3 separate regions of the Zea mays genome follow, and all the other regions are linked to region 3. A link is a contact called in public Hi-C data. All regions are on one chromosome and are shown on one strand. Each heading gives the region's core, a stretch centred on a gene start, on an enhancer-like site or on the middle of the called end of the contact. The rest is flanking DNA. Distances are from core to core; before and after follow the strand shown.

What was found. Hi-C and Micro-C count contacts between places; a contact is called where the count stands out from the background.
Region 1: a Hi-C map of ear shows a contact between it and region 3, with 2.5 times the contacts expected there. The contact joins the promoter of LOC100283980 here to the promoter of LOC103638329 in region 3. A contact is called at or near these places in 3 of 25 Hi-C or Micro-C datasets (bundle sheath, ear and tassel).
Region 2: a Hi-C map of leaf shows a contact between it and region 3, with 5 times the contacts expected there. The contact joins the promoter of LOC103638326 here to the promoter of LOC103638329 in region 3. A contact is called at or near these places in 2 of 25 Hi-C or Micro-C datasets (leaf and tassel).

Annotation. Positions count from the first base shown.
Region 1 is chr9:46,835,102-46,838,451 of Zm-B73-REFERENCE-NAM-5.0, forward strand. It overlaps LOC100283980 (lipid binding protein), which reads right to left and starts at 1,425. Exons shown (of 6, transcript NM_001156878.1): 1 at 1,003-1,425. The coding sequence starts at 1,407.
Region 2 is chr9:46,922,154-46,925,830 of Zm-B73-REFERENCE-NAM-5.0, forward strand. It overlaps LOC103638326 (mannan endo-1,4-beta-mannosidase 6), which reads left to right and starts at 2,194. Exons shown (of 5, transcript XM_008661272.2): 1 at 2,194-2,871. The coding sequence starts at 2,488.
Region 3 is chr9:47,329,883-47,333,234 of Zm-B73-REFERENCE-NAM-5.0, forward strand. LOC103638329 (sodium/hydrogen exchanger 4) reads left to right here and starts at 1,292. Exons shown (of 14, transcript XM_008661274.3): 1 at 1,292-1,654; 2 at 1,745-1,863; 3 at 1,972-2,069; 4 at 2,242-2,301; 5 at 2,385-2,431; 6 at 2,503-2,697; 7 at 2,781-2,827; 8 at 2,915-2,981; 9 at 3,062-3,162; 10 at 3,296-3,352. The coding sequence starts at 1,472.

The DNA of each region.
Region 1 (3,350 bases), core at 175-2,674, 490 kb before region 3:
GGGGTAAATAAAGATTGGAATAGCCATAAATACCAGAACTGACAAGTTACCGATGTCCAGCCGGTACCGTGTCATGATAGGTTCCCAAACTAATAGTATTCGAAAGTAACCAGCCAAATAACGACCTAGAAACAATGATACCCACAATTGTTTTATACCGTGAGTTCATGATCATTCAAATATTTATTTACATAGTCCATCATTTTTTTTGTTAAAGTTGAAACATACAAGCCTATCTAGAACTGATTGATGATTGGTATCTTGAAAAAAAAATCTGATACCAGAAGATTTGCAGCATGATGCACCATTCTGACTTCAAACAGGAGATGCCATGTAGCATTTGTGTTACTGCCTTATCGGAAGACTATTCTTGATAGAAATAAGGGGAACTACAACTTAACTAAATATGAAAACTAATGAAGATCCCTGGAAGAAAGGCAGCCACGCTAATTTGATAGAAGCATGTAAACTCATGATGTCATTCCTATCCAACGTAAACCAATATCAACTGACGAAACGTTCTGTGCCACCATTAGTTGTGATTGAACTAATAAAGGATCTAAGGAGATAACTGTCCTACTAAAGCCCAAAATTTAGTCAAGATGTTATTAAGAGAGGTTCACAAGACCATCGTTAGAATTTGATATGAAGAAACTTCATCAAGAGAGTATATCCGTCCTTGTTAACTCTATATGCTCAGTTTTCTACAAGAAGCAAAATTGTCCCTTCGCTTGCAACAGCATAACAAGTCAAACATTTAAATATATATAAATATAACTATATAAGGTAACCTCAATTCCAAGCGAAGAATAGGACAGGTGTGAAACTGATTAGTATTCGGTGGCAGTTTAGGTAATTAATGAGACATATGGGGTAGAGCGGTGGTGATAGTAGGCATGCATACCATCACAGCCAACTATACAATACAACGTTTGTACAATTCACATAAAAATCTAAGCACAATCAGCAACAGCTATGGACACCCCTCCCCCTCCCAATTACCAGGATTGAGGCCGTTCCGCTGTCGGTGATCTCTATGGGAAACAACCACGAATCGTAGCAGTAGCTCCAATGCATACTGATGTTGGCGGTGATGCCGGAGGCGACGACGAGAAGGCCCGAGTCTCCGGGGAAGATAGTGGAGTTGTCCCCGACGTCTAGGTGGAATAGCGTGATGTTGGAGGCGGCAACGCGGATGCCGCCAAGGAAGGGCACGCGGACGGCCTTCTCCACCCCGGGGAGGCGAAGAGGGGTCAGCGACCGCACGGCCTCGCTGATAAGCACGTCCTTGGCGAAGGCCAGGCCCTTCTCCGCGACCGCGATGGAGACGTGCGCCTCGTCGGCACCGCTGGCAGACGCCGCCGCGGCAGCGATGAGGAGGAGGTGAAGGGGACAGAGACGAGTCATGATTGTTTTGGGGTGGACGCCTGGACTGTGGGAGCGTAGAAGGAAGGTGAAGTAGTGATTGAGTAGACGCTGCGCGGTAGGTTTACCCGATATTTTCTTTTACATAATTGAAATTTACCTAATGAGAATTAAGATCTGAAATATACTTGTTTATAATTTTTACTTAAAATTTGGATACCCGAAAAATCGAACTCATTTAGTTCCGCACAAACACACCACACTACGTGCAAGTCTCATACCTATTAACTAAAGTTCATTTTTTATATATTGATACATCATAAATTTACAATTACATTACAACAATACAAGTATTTCGAATTACCCAATCTGATTTTTAGACATGCTATCTAAATTAGTGATCCGGTAAATCAGGTCGGATAAATCGGATCTGAGTTCAGGCAAAATCGATTTTAGGTAATGGGTAGCAGGTTTTAGCTCCTTTTTCGTTGTGTATTAAACTTGTGGATGTAGGTCGTTTTTTCTCCTAATTTATTTGAACTTCTTTATTATAGTTCTAACTAGTTAGTTGAACTAGTTGTCCAGACATTTCTATGTTTCTATATATCATATAGGTAGATTTTTATATAGCACAAATAGACATAAGTTACAGTGGTAGAAGTCAAACACTTTATACCAAGGAAGTAGGGTTCGAATCCTCGCGGAAGAGAGAAAGTTTATCCACTCGCTATGCTCACTAGAGCAGACGACGCACGACGAAACACATAAAAATATACTAGCATCTACGATCTACTAGATATCATGTAATTATACACTCCTCAAATATATTTCATAATAAATTTAATAAAATTATCAAAGAAGTGCTTTTTAAGGCTATCTATATCCGATAATTATACACTACTTAAATATATTTCATAATAAATTTAATAAAATTATCAAAGAAGTGTATTTTTAGTGCTATTTCCAGCAGCTCTCTTATTTCATCTTTTATTCATCTCTTATTTCAAACTTTAATATAGTTGGCTTTGTTTTTCTTATCATACAAAGTCTTTCCTAGACGAGTCACCTCTTATCTTAGTTGCTCATTCAACATCGCAATCTCATCCGAATATATTTCTATAATAACATTCTTAACAAGAACTTGATTGTAGGGATTAGAATCATCAATTAAGTTAAGGCAAGAAGTAGAAGCATCTTTTTTTAATAATTTTACTAATTTCAACTAAACATGCCCTTGGGTGCTACCGATGTTTTCTAGCTTATTAATTAGCTCATTATTGTGAATGCTAAGAATTTTCATTTTCTCTATCAAGTTTTCAATTGTATCCTGAGAGCTAGCTAATTTAGCTTTAAGTTTTTCATTCTTTTTAACAAGACTATCATCGATAGTTGAGGATGGAGCTTTAGACCCTAATTGCTCAATTTTAGTTGTTAGCTCGCAATTCAAATTTGCAAATGTTTTAAATTTTCTATCAAACATTTATAATCATTTTGAGAGTTAATCAACTTATTTTTTAAAGATTTTAAGTTGAGCCTTTTGTTGAGTACACACATCCTCAAAAAACTTGACGACATATGCAAGTTCATCTAAGGAGGGCTTTCTCTCTCCCTCACACTCATCATTATTATCATCACTAGAGGATGGGATACTAGAATTACCTCTTGTCGTAAGACATTTGTGTGATGGTTGTGAGGAGTGTGATGAAGAGCGGTAACTGCGAGTCCTTAGAGGATCATCTTTGTTTGAAGAATCATCCCAAATTTTGATACTTGTAAGCGCTTTGCCTTCGCTCCTTCTCTTTTTGGGCCTTGGCTGCTTCGGTTTTCTCGTCTAACATTTTGCGGGGTTTTTGCTTTTTGGGCTGGACCGAAGGGTCTATGCTTAGATCATGCTTGATGATTGAGCGGCTGACGCCGACGAGGTCTAGGGCCGACCAAGTGAAGACTCCTTGTTGCGAGACAGGTAGGATAAAAGCTTGGCCTCT
Region 2 (3,677 bases), core at 944-3,443, 410 kb before region 3:
CAACAAATGACAGGCATGGAACTGTAGCGTCTTTATTAAGCGTGTCCCATCAATGTACAGTGCAGGAGTATTTATAGGTAACCGGGTAGGTGGGTGTGCCCTCCCAAGTACAATTATGCCCCATTACCTGCTACAGCTTCAGAATATTTCCCGTACAGGATCATTACAACGATGTTAAGTACAACCTAATCAAATACACAGTAAACGCTACCCCAGGGAGGGCTTACAAATGGGCCCGAATGACAACAGAACACGGCCTGAACCCGCCATTGGGTGGCGCGGTCCTCGCCCGCGCGTGGCACCCTTCGCCCTAAGGTACCAGGTCTTCGATTTTTGCCAAGGTTATAGCTCGGAACCGTTCAAGCTGGCGGGGCCGCCTTCGCGAAGTCATGAGGAGCCCCCGCTTTAAACGATAGATCTCTTCGTTTCAATGCCTTCAATGATTCTAGACAAAAACCTCGATTTTGATACCGGCCGAGGTACCCTTCGCTTCATGTCGCACCTGTCCAATTGATGTTAAAGAAAACTGATCGAGGGGGCACACGACCTTCGCTCCAATAGTACTACTGTGGATCTATTGTTTGGTTTTGTGAAGTTAATGTGAGGCGTGTGAAAGCTATGGTGCCTGTGTTTGTATGCTTATGATGAGATATCATTTGTGAAGCTTGTACAATACAATTAATGGGCCATTATTGTTATCTTATTATTTAAGATCTATAATATATTTATTTGCTGCTTTATTTGTTAAGGATGCATTTGGTTCAACTTTTTGAACTTGTTTCTGCTTTGAAAAAAAGGGTTGAAAAAGCAGCTTTTTATAGTCCAAAATTGAAACCAGCTTGAAACCTGTTTTTGTTGCTTATCTAATTTTGTTATATTAGTAAATAGATAATGCAGATAGAAATTTAAAATATTAAAATTAATTAAGTGTTATAATAAATGAAATAAACATATTTTATTTAAAATATTAAAAATTAAATTGTAAATTTGATTTATTTGTAAAAATAGCATGAATGCAAATGTGAAATCGACTTTTAATTAGATATATTAATTAAGAGATATAGTTGAATAAAGTCTATAAAATAATATATATTTTGATTATAGTGGACAACTCACAATAATTTGAACTAAACCACTTTTAGCTTTTTTTCTCACGACAACTATTTCACAGCAAACAACCCAGTATAGCTTTTTTAACACCTCACGGCTGAACCAAACGTACCTTAAAACTCTTCTTCTACTTCATAATTATATTTATAGTATTATCACCAATCTCTTTTTATTTACAACTATTTAGTGGTCACTTAGAGTAACTTCAATAGTTCTCTAAAAGACTCTCTGAATCAATAATTTAGATAGTTAACCTAGAAATTTCTCTCGAACAACTCTCTAAATGATTTTTTTTAAATTTAGCTACTTCTCATAAAACCCCATTTTTTCTCTATGTGTGGCAACCATTTACCAACTCTATAAACAAATAATTGAGATTTTTTTTATTTCGGTGCCTTTTCTCCACTCTACAGTAAAGATAGATTAACATAGCTATGCACAGATCGCCAGTGATGAACAATTGTGGCAGCTACTCGGTTAGAGATTAAATATTTAATAATACAATAGCAGCACATGCACATAAAAAAATAAACGAATAAACAATTGCAGCAACCAATCAAAAGCCAACACGGCTCATCGGGTTGAATCCATCGTCACTTCCACAATTTTGAGATCGAGTTGCAAAAGAAAGATAAAAAAATAAGAAAAATTAGGTGGACCCACTTAAACTGTTGACATATTTAAAAAGTAATATATAGAGAACTGTTAGAGAAGATAAGTTTGTGTGTTTTCTATATTATTTGAGGACTTGATAAAATCTAAGATTTAGATAGTACAATTATACATAACTATTGAAATTGCTCTTAGCATAGTTGGTGGAGGCAATGGATAGCAAGTGTAGGAATTATTGGGTAGTGGCATTTAGGGAGAAATATTTCAATTAGGTGCTTATATAACTTTATCTTATTTTGAGAGTGTATTAGAGAAAAAATATTTTTTTCAGTGCTTATATAACTTTATCTTATTTTCAGTGTTCATTGTTAGAGACTATTTTCTGCAGACTCTCCATTTCACGTTTTCACTTCTATCTCACTTTTATTTTAATCTTCACCTTTTATGAGTGTCCGACTGCTAGAGATGGCTAAGAAACAAACGATTGGAGCTCCTGCCGCTCACGGATTAGTCCGGATCGTTCGTCAGCTGCCAGGGCCCAGGACAACTGTCCCTGCAGGCCTGCACGCCGGCGTCCGTGTGATCGCGCTCGCGCCTCCGAAGATCTGAGCAGCTCAGCTAGTGGACTCGTTTCGCTTCCTCCAGGCTCCAGCGCCTGAGGCAGCCGCAACGCAAGGGCCCCGGAACCACGCGAAAACGCGGCCAAAACACCGCGAAAATCTCGACACCCAACTGCGCCGCGTGGGCGGCTGCGGCGGACGACCAATGTGGAGGGGGACGCGCATGTACAGCCTCCTAGGCGTCCTCCTCCTCCTGGCCCTGGCCTACCTGAACTGGCATCCAGGCCACGGCCCCTCCGCCGGCGGCCCTGGTGGGTTCAAGCTCCCCATGCCGTGGCTGCAGCCGCGGATGTCCTTCGTGGGCCGCGCCGGCACCCACTTCGTCGACACCCTCACTGGCGCGCCGATCTACATCAACGGCTGGAACTCGTACTGGCTCCTCTCGGCCCGGTCTCCCTCGTTGTCCGTCGAGATGCTGCGCCGCGGCCGCCGCATGGGGCTGACGATATGCCGCACATGGGCATTCAGCGACGGTGGCCCCGGCGCGCTGCAGATCTCCCCAGGCCGGTTTAGCGAGCCTGTTTTCCAGGTGCGGATTGCTCCTTCTTCATTCCCTTCTCTTCCCACCTACAAAAGCTATTGGAACGGCGCAATTTGTTTTGACTGTCATCTAGAGTAGAACCGGTTCCACCTTCTGAATTTAACTAACGAATGTCCTGTTGTGATTCTCTTGAGCCAAAAGCATAACATAAGTTACATCGAAATGTAGCTAACAAACAGCCAAACAGGTGCATGTGTAAGCACGTGGATTCGATGGGCTATGCACCATGTGAACATTGTGACTTACAAGAATGCTTTGTTACCAGTTACCACGACCATGGCACACATGAGCTGATTGGAATAGACTTATTTGGTAACCCATCTTACCAGTGGCGGGCCCAGGATTTAGAGGATGGGTATTCGAAATTTTTTATAGGATGATTTTTTGAAAGATTAAAACATGTCTATCGATGTATATAGTTAATTATATATATGTATAACCTATAATTAAGCACACACGCTATGGTCATCACTGATTCAATAACTAGTCTACTAAACTCAAATTTCATACAACTATTTCAAAAGTTTTAAATCGAAATGCACCAGTTGGTTGTTGATTAGTTGATAGCTGGCTACTTGTCCACTTTGGTATTTTCCAATCGCTAATGCCCCATCTGCAGCCCAGTACTGCAAGCAGCAAAGCAGGGGAGGTCAGGTCGGGTGTCCACTAGCTGGGTAGGCTTGGACATTGGCACGATGGGACCTTGTCCTTGGTTGTCTGTCTTGTCATGCGGTGACGTTCTGACTACGATGGATTGAAGCCTTGGACGACGGACGACATACGACACAACAACG
Region 3 (3,352 bases), core at 42-2,541:
CAACCACCCCACCATTCATTGCATCCAAGTTTTCCACTCCCCAACTACTACAAGAGCTCTAGCATTCAATTCTAGACACACCAAATAGATCAAATCCTCTCCAAATTCCACACAACGCCATAGTGACTAGAGAGAGTGATTTGCTTGTGTTCTTTTGAGCTCTTGCGCTTGGATCGCTTTCTTTCTTTCTCACTTGTTCTTGTGATCAACACTCATTTGTAACCAAGGCAAGAGGCACCAATTGTGTGGTGGCCCTTGCGGGGAAGTTTTGTTCCCGTGTGATTAAGAAGAGAAAGCTCACTCGATCCGTGGATCGTTTGAGAGAGGGAAGGGTTGAAAGAGACCCGGCCTTTGTGGCCTCCTCAACGGGGAGTAGGTTTGCAAGAACCGAACCTCGGTAAAACAAATCTCCGTGTCTCACTTGCTTATTCGCTTGGGATTTGTTTTGCGCCCTCTCTCGCGAACTCGTTTCTTCATTACTAACGCTAACCCGGCTTGTAGTTGTGTGTATATTTGTAAATTTCAGTTTCGCCCTATTCACCCCCCTCTAGGCGACTATCATTTACTGTCCATGAAATGCTTTGACTCCTATTGAGGTAATGTGCACTTTGATTTATATGCTATTTAAAGTCCCACCTTTGTTCCAATCCAAGAAATTATGTAATTCCTGTCAAGATAATGTTCAGGATAACATTATGTAAGTTTCTGATGTTGTAATTTGAGTTGCTATCTAATTTAAGATATATATAATTCAACTGTTCAAATATAACGTTTATAGAACTCGCGCGAAGCGCGAGCAAAGTACTAGTTTTATAATAATGTGTAATCGAAGAAAAGAATAGGAATAAATGAAGCTTATATTTCGTTTCATAATTGTTTTCAACCTTCTCTCTACGTTTTACCTCTTTCTCATAAAAGAATCAAGAAAGAAGGAAGGGATCATATTATTTTAATTGTGTTGCTTTATTTTAGTTCTTTATAGAAATCTTAATTAATATATTTTTAGTATCAGGTCAGACTAGAGAATAAGATCTTAGTCTTCAGTACTATTTGAATGGCATTATAGGTCAACAGATATTACAAAACTCTTTTCTGCTGTAGTGTTAAAAATAGAGACAGTTTCAGGATGAAACAGACTTTACTCTAAAATGATATATCGCCGTTTCGTTAATTAAGGAAAACATAAAACAACTTAGAAAAAAGAGTGATTGTCAGTGTCAGTCTTTAAAAGATTCAGAGCTCATCTTGAGCGGTCCCCTGGAGCAGCCCCGAGGAGTCCTCCCACAGACGTGGCTCCTGGGATCATGTACCACGCAGGCACGGTGCCAAGGTCCATCACGCGTGCCGCCGTGACGTGCACTGCTGTTTCCAAGGCACCCCCCTGGCCCCTGGCTACGCGCCAAAATCGTCCCTCACACGGCGGCAGCAAAAACAGAGGACACGGGTGCGAGAGACATGCGACAGAGAATCCATGGCGGCGGCGGCGTGGTGGGAGACGCTGGTGGTGGCAGCGGCGGCGGATGGAACCGGTGGGAGCAGCACCACGGTGGTGTCCATCTGCATGTTCACGACGGTGCTGTGCCTGTGCCTCGTCGCGGGCCACCTCCTCGAGGAGAACAAGTGGGTCAATGAGTCCATCACCGCCCTCGTCATCGTACGAATCCAATCCCCGCCAAATTTTCACTGATAATAAGTAGTATTTCATTGTCAACAACAACTATTTTCTACGATTTTCTTTTGCCAGGGGTGCATCATAGGAGTGATCGTATTTCTGCTGACCAAGGGGAAGCACTCACACATCCTGCGGTTCGATGAGCAGCTCTTCTTCATCTACGTGCTTCCACCGATAATCTTCAACGCCGGGTATGCATGCTTGGTCCACTTGCAAGGTAGTATTTGTAATGGCGTGACTGAGAGCTTCGATCAGATGCCTACTCGAGTGTTCTGGATATGACTGTTGTTTGCCTACAGGTTTCAGGTCAAGAAAAAGCAGTTCTTCCACAACTTCATGACCATCATGTCCTTCGGCGTGTTCGGCGTTTTCATCTCAGGTGCAATAGTTTCGGCAGGTAGGTTTTTACTGATTCGTTAGCTCTTTGTTCATATCGATGGTATATATTCATCTATTATTCTGTATACAGTTCAATATTGCAACTAGTAAAACCTAGGCTCATTCGCAATGCACAACTTCCTCACCATTGGTGACTGACAATGACATGTACTTCGTCTGGTTAATATCAGGCTGCTATTGGCTCTTCCCGAAAGTCGGGTTTGGAGAACTTGGTGCGGTAGATTATTTAGGTTTGTCTTCCTTTATTTGTGTCACTCATAGACTGCTCTCTGTCCTGTCATGAAATTTGTACTGATCTCATGTCCATCTGCAGCACTGGGAGCCATATTTTCTTCAACAGACACCGTGTGCACGTTGCAGGTCTGCTGCATTCTGAATCCTTAACACTTTGTCCCACTTCCATCTGCTTAACACACGGAGCTGAAACGCAGGTCATAAACCAAGATGAGACACCAAGGCTGTACAGCCTGGTGTTTGGAGAAGGAGTTGTCAACGATGCAACGGCGGTCGTTCTTTTCAATGCCATCAAGGATCTCGATATCAGTCGGCTCAAGGGTGGGGTTGTGCTAAAAGTGATATTTGACTTCCTCTATCTCTTTGCAACCAGCACTGTCCTCGGAATCTCAGTAAGAACTGTTTTTTTCTTCCATATATATGCATTAGTGCCATTTCTTTGTACACCCTTAACTCTTTACCGCAAATTTGTCAGATCGGTCTAGTAACTGCATATGTTCTCAAAGCTCTGTATTTTGGTAGGTGAGTAATCGTTGTTACCGATCGGTTTAGTTTGTGTTCATCTGCTACTCTTTTATCTTTCAAATCTCTTCCCCATATTTTGTTCAGGCATTCGACCGATAGAGAGGTTGCCTTGATGGCTCTCATGGCCTATCTATCGTATATGCTGGCAGAGGTAAGATTACCAAATTTTATCTCCTAGTACTTACATTATGCACTTCCACAATTCATCCCAAGATGCTGCATGTTCTGCAGTTGCTAGAGCTGAGTGGAATTTTGACCGTGTTCTTTTGCGGCATTGTCATGTCCCATTATGCATGGCACAACGTGACAGAGAGCTCAAGGATTACAACAAAGTGAGCTCAATAATCAATGTCCAAACATTTCTTAAGAATCGAATGCTGTGTTCGATTGGTCTATTCGGATCCATTCTCAGCAATGTTTATGCTGTTGCGAAGTCATCCTTGATTCTTATGGATGTGTCTGCAGGCATATATTTGCAACATTATCTTTCATTGCCGAGACATTCATCTTCCTTTACGTCGG